Regions from separate parts of the Sus scrofa genome. Here region 2 is linked to region 1. Evidence: chromatin contacts called from public Hi-C data. All regions are on one chromosome and are shown on one strand. Each heading gives the region's core, a stretch centred on a gene start, on an enhancer-like site or on the middle of the called end of the contact. The rest is flanking DNA. Distances are from core to core; before and after follow the strand shown.

The links. A called contact is a pair of places that touch in the nucleus more often than the background predicts.
Region 2: a Hi-C map of fetal liver shows a contact between it and region 1, with 2.6 times the contacts expected there. The contact joins two enhancer-like sites. A contact is called at or near these places in 1 of 5 promoter capture datasets (liver), 21 of 47 Hi-C or Micro-C datasets (adipose tissue, alveolar macrophages, blood and 14 more) and 2 of 2 datasets of contacts at active chromatin or transcription factors (alveolar macrophages and skeletal muscle).

The regions. Positions count from the first base shown.
Region 1 is chr13:90,935,450-90,938,430 of Sscrofa11.1, forward strand. No RefSeq gene overlaps it. Among named protein-coding and RNA genes, the nearest start is that of ERICH6, 22 kb to the left of the region's middle. Within about 2 kb of position 1,427, at least 20 of the 83 cell types and tissues checked have an H3K27ac peak or open chromatin away from gene starts, as enhancers often do. A contact at or near this core is called in fetal liver, where this site is marked.
Region 2 is chr13:91,320,654-91,323,634 of Sscrofa11.1, forward strand. All of the region lies in intron 5 of MED12L (mediator of RNA polymerase II transcription subunit 12-like protein), which reads left to right. Among named protein-coding and RNA genes, the nearest start is that of MED12L, 51 kb to the left of the region's middle. Within about 2 kb of position 1,573, at least 3 of the 83 cell types and tissues checked have an H3K27ac peak or open chromatin away from gene starts, as enhancers often do. A contact at or near this core is called in fetal liver, where this site is marked.

The DNA of each region.
Region 1 (2,981 bases), core at 177-2,676:
GGAGCCATGGTATCCCCAGAGGGGCCTGGAGGGTCTTTCTGTTTCTCAAGCCACATGCCAGACTCCAGAAACCTGTGCTTCCTGAAGCAAAAATAGACACATTCACTTTCCTGGTCCTTTACACATCCTGATGGTGTATTGGCAGGCACTGCCCTGCTTGGGTTTGAATCCTGGCCCTGCCACTTACTGTTGTATAAGGTCAGCAAGTAATTGACCTCTCTATGCTCCAGTTCCCTCCTTTGTAAACAGGGCTAATACTGGTGTCTATATCAGAGGGTTGTTGAAAGGACTGAATTAATGGATACAAAATGCAGAAAGGAGCCTGGCACATATTAAGTGTGCTATTCACGGGTGGCAGTCTGGGCTGGGCACCCAGTTGGGTAAATAAGGCAGGTGTGAGGGACCATTTAGAAAGATGTGGGTAAGATGCTGGGACACTGACAGGATCGTGGAGCACCCTGGGGCTGTACCTGCAGGGCCGTTTCCATTCTTGGGCCTGAAGGGGTGAAAGAAGCTGGCAGTTGCCAGCTACCCAGCAGTCACAGGAAAAGGTGCAGACAGGAACTGTGGGCTGTGGCCAGGAGTATAGCTGGGGGCCAGCCTGCAGGGCAGGAGTGGAGGGGATACACACCCCCAAGGCCTTCTCCTCCCTCGCTCTGATCTCCTGCCTCTACCCACCAACAGCGAGTCCAGATGGAGGCCAGTTAGGTGGGTGCAGAAGCCAGAGGTCAGCCTGCCAGGGCCCAGGGCAGACTATAAAGGGTGAGGAGCCGAGGGGCAGACCATGGAGCCCGTCCAGCACCACCGCTGGCTAATGTGGCTATGGCTGTTGTGACAATAAATGCCTGTCACTTTGAAGCCTTGACAGATTGCCATTCCTTGCAGAGCAGAGCAGCCCAACACAGAAAGCAGAGTGACAAGGCCTGTGGGGCCACCCAGTCTCATGGTGCACAGAATGTGACAGCTGGCCCCCCTCATTCTGTGAGGGGAGGAGGGAGGCCTCTCCTGCTGAGTGCCCAGTGCAGGGCCAGGTGCTTGTCACTGAGGCCTCTGTGGGGCCAGAGCTGAAGGACCCCTGGAGAAGCATCAGGCCTTTTTATTTATATCGTGAGCTGTTTGATTCACCCTGAAGTAATACTTAGGGATGAAGACTCTCACAGCCAATGTTTCACTGTATTTATCTATTAGAGTTTATTTTAGCAATCCAAAAAGTGCCCTCTGAGCGCTCCTGGGGAAGATTAAAATAAAAGATAAAAGAGCAAAACTCAGTATATCACCTGTGGCGGTGGGTTTTTCTTCTGCTGCTGGGGCAGCTGGCTTCCTGCAGGAACCAACTAAAACTCTTGGAGACAGGCTCAGAGAGCTGAGTCACAGAGAGTGTGCTGGCTGCTGTGGGGAGGCGATTACTGAAGGAAAAGTGCTGTGTGAGTGTGAATATTTACGTTTTGGCACATGTAGGGGTGGGGGAGGAAGTTGAGGGCATTGCCGGGTTTGGATCAGGGAGGAGGCCAGGCCCAGACCAGGCTCATGGGGGCCCTAAGTTCACAAAGCCAGTGTCACTAGAGGTGTCTGCCCTTGAGCTCAGATGTACACTTCCCAAGGCTGGGTTCTTGGTCACTGAGTTTGTGTTTCCAAAAGCAGAGCCATTCAAGCTGCCATTAGAATTTTTACCACTTCTGTGGATTGCCTGCATTATCATTTACTTAATATTTTTTTTGAAGATGACACTTTTGGGGGTGCTGTAAACAATTTTGTTTGCAAAGGAAACTGCATCAGTACCATGAATGGAGAGCTAGACTCACCTACAATAAATCAAGTAACCGTCGATATAAATACAAAGGAATTCCTGGCTTCCAGCCTGGCTGACTCTGAATTCTAGAGCAGAATGATTTTGAATTCTTTCCATTCCTTTCTGCGATTTGGCTGCCCTGAGAAGCCTCTCTCTCCTCTGTCTGGTCCCTAAGCTGATCTGAAATTGGTTTGCGTGCTGGTAGCCAATAAATGTTTAATAACCGGTCTTCAAAAGTAAATGTATTATAGGCATATGTAGTATAAATATCTTACTGATGTCAATGACTCATAGGGCACACAATTTACAAATTAAAAAGCCTCAAATACAGAGTTCTCTTATGGTGCAGCGGGTTAAAGATCACTGCAGGGGCTCAGGTCACTGGCGCGATGCAGGTTTGATCCCAGGCTCAGGAACTTCCACGTACCGCTGGTGCAGCCAAAAAACAAACAAAACACACACAAAAAAACAGTGTTCTCTACTGTAAATTCTATCTAGGCAGTTGATTCCTTCAGAATGTTTTCATTTCTTCTTATTGAATTCTTCCGTCTGTGGCCAACCTGTGGTTGAAATTGATGAATGAGAGTGTTAAGACATGGCTGTTGTGGATATCATCAAGGTTAAAGTGAAGCAACAGACGCATTTGTCAGAATTTCACTAGTTCGTCTTTTGTCATCAATGATGAGACGTCTTTGCTGAATTGGGTATGAGTTTTTAAATCCTGGGAAAATATTTCATCGCTTTTTTTTTTCCTCCTCTTTGCAATGTAGTAGATCCCAAATGTGACATTTTTAAGTGAAAGCTGAACTATTAACACTTTCTCCTTCATTTCTTAAGTCTGGATAACAAGACAATAAAATCAAGCCCCAATTTGTAGCATTCGCCATTTTCTTTGGTATAAATACTCCTACCATGCCTGGTTTCAGTAATTGATGTGTGAGTTCCCTGGTGATTCAGTGGGTTAAGGATCCCGTGTTTTCACTGCAATGGCGCAGGTTCCATTCCTGGCCCAGGACCCAGGAACTTCTGCATGCCGTAGGTGCAGCCAAAAAAAAAAAAAAAAAAAAAAAAAAAAACCCACTGAGAGTGATGCAGATGCGGGAAGAGAAAGGCAGAGCTCACCTTTTATGGTATTTCCAACATATAGCTACAATAGACATAAATAACCATAACATCCTAGATAGTAGTTAGA
Region 2 (2,981 bases), core at 323-2,822, 390 kb after region 1:
TCGTGTAAATTCTTTAAATGTAGCAGCACAGAAACTCTCGCTGTCATTTTGCAGAGTTACAGATCTCAAATGGAGATTAAATGTTTTGCTGCCCTGGGGAGCTTGCAGCAGGCAAAGATGTTCCTGTGCCATGTGTATCCCAAAAATCAGAGGGGCCTTGAGTTTCTGGGTGAGGTTTCACGTGTAATTCTGCGCGGGGGGCTGGGGGGTGGGGGGAGCGCAAACAAATATTTGACTTGGATAAATCCTAACAGCAGAGTTTTAAATAGAGGTGAATTAGGGAAGCTTGGAAGATACTGTAATTCTCTATCTTCATGAGACTGAAAAAATTAAGAGGTTACAGGTGGATGTGATGTTTTGAAAATGCTGTCTAATAAGTGAGCCTTACAGACTGGCAGGAAAGAACAGCAGACCTAGTACAGAATTTGCTTTCTGATATTTTTTAGAATTGAATGAAGTTTCGGTTTAACTGAATAATTTCGAGCTCACCAGAGAAAAGCATTTAAAATGGGCTAGCTAATACTTAAAAATAGGTGAAACTTACACGAGAGTTATATAATTAAAATCTTTGAACTGATTGGGAAACAGGACTTGGTAGTGAGTGACACAGGACGTTGTAGGAATTTCCCCTGCAATAAGGAGGCTTATTGTTGCTGAGTTAACGCATTGTATCACCTCTTATGCTTGCTACCATTACTGCTATCACTGCATCAGTGAACATTTCTTGACCAGTGGTGGGATTTCCCCCTCCCTCCACCACTAGGGGGATTTGGGTGCTCCTTACAGGCCTAGACTGAATCAGTTCCTGCTATGTGCAGTGAAAATGAGCTCTCCAGTCTTGGGGAGATGTCCTCCGTTTGCTGTTGGACCCTAAGGCGGGGTTTGCTGTCGTGAGAGCAGATGGCCCCTCCCCAGAGCTCCCATTTCTTAGCACTGGCCAGGCTCTATGTTTTGTCCACTCTGATTTATTATTCAGGAGCTCTATGAGGGAGATACATTGTCCCCAGTTCTCAGATGAGGACACTGATGCACAGGTGGGTGCATGGAGCCCCTCAACACTTGTGTTCAAAGTAGGCTCTGGAGCCTGTGCCAGGTGCTGTACTGGTTGGTGGGGATGGAGCGGGAGAATGCAGTCACTGCCCGCTCATGTTCACCAGCGGGGGGAGGGGGGTCTAGCCAAACAGACTAGACATCTGGGGAGGAAGGAAGAGTGAACAGTAAAGAGAATAAGATATGGAGGGAGTCCCAGGGGGCCTTGGGAAGCCCAGGCAAGTCACAGAGGAAGTGACAGTTGAACACAATTTTGGAAGAAGCAGCATTTCCTAGGAGGCCAGAGTCGGGAGCTACTGGGAGGAAAGGGCATTTCCACCAGACGAATGGTGTCTGCAGAGAAACAGGGTCATCAAGCAGTTTGACGTAGAACTGCCAGGGTTAATTTTCACCTGACACAACAGTCAGCAGTGGGGCAATGATGAAAGGCTGTGAGGAGGCTTGTCTGCCAGAGTAGGGTGTGAGGTTCTGTCTGGTGAAGGATGGGGAGCCGTGCAAGGACGTTCTGTTACTCTCATTGCTGTTACAACACTGCCCTCAGCTTCCTGTCTGTCAGATGGGTATAATCGACAGTATCTTCTGAGGATGAAATAAGCCAGTACTTCTAAAGTGTTGACAGCAGTGCCCACCACACAGTAAGTGGCCCGTAAATACAGACTGCTAATAGTATGCTCCAGCTGCTGCTAGGACTCTCTGTTAATTATGGTACGCCTTGTGCTGGACCTCTACAGACATTATTTGTAATCATCATAACATGCTTGCAGGGAAGGTTTTATTATTTCACTTTGAACATGAGAGACTTGAGCCTCAGAAGTTAAGTGACTCACTGGCACCAGTGGAGGGGGCTTACTAGAAGGGCTTTGCCCTTTCCTTCCTGCTGTGGCATGGTGGCGGCTGGGGGGATGTGCCTGTCATGGGTCAAGGCCGGGGAGGCAGGGGGGCATCGTTAGGGAGAAGGTGCTGGGAGGGAACAGGCTGCAGGACTAAGGGGCTGTGAGCAGCATCGGAGGAGCTAGATCTCTTGTTCTCACAGGTACCATGGGAAGCAGGCAGATCATAGCAGAGTGTAGGGTGCCAGAGAAAAGAGAGACAGATGAAATTGCTTGCAAGGTGAGCCACTCTAACGCTGGCTAGGAATTGCTGGGTGTTCAGTGTGGTGAAAAGTGACAAGACATATCATGGGCATGAGGCCTTTTTTCGGACAGATAGATTAGAAGAAGCTTAAAATGCTTCATGTTAAACTGCCTGGGAACTGCTATGTTTACCCACAGTGGTTTCTTCTGGACCCCTGAGGTCGCATTCAGTTGGATGAGAGACTTCTCTTGGTTGACTGTCCTCTTGGAGCCACCATCCTTATCGCCCCCCAAATACATGGAAGAAACAGCTACCCTTCTTGCATAATCAGTAATTAATTTGTGACATATTCACTGAGCCATTCAGGCTGCAAAAATAAGCCCCGCCAAACACGTAATTGACAGCTCGGTTTCTTATCTAAGCCAACCAGCTTACTTTCAGTTCGGGTCCCTGAAGATGGTGCCTTCTAACATTTTTTTTGACTTCAGGACAAGCTTTTGGTTTCAAGTCAAGATTGCCTCCACATTTTCACATGTTCCTTTTATCTCATTTGTCATAAAGGAGCTATCTGCCTTGCTTACTATGAACATAACCCTGAAGGCTGGACAGATGAGCTTGTATAAGCATAATTTAAATGCATGCTTTACTTAGCCATGACATATGTAGGTTTTTAATTGGTGAGGTAACTCTGGCTACCTGGTAAAAATTACTCTCTAATAGAAGGGATAGGGCATATGGGTACAATTTTGGTGCCTACAGCAGTCCCATTGCTGAATCTTTCACTTAAAAGTTTTAGCATCTACTGATGAACCAAGTTCCAAAGTGTTATTTCACTGGGAATGTCTAGATGTTGTCAT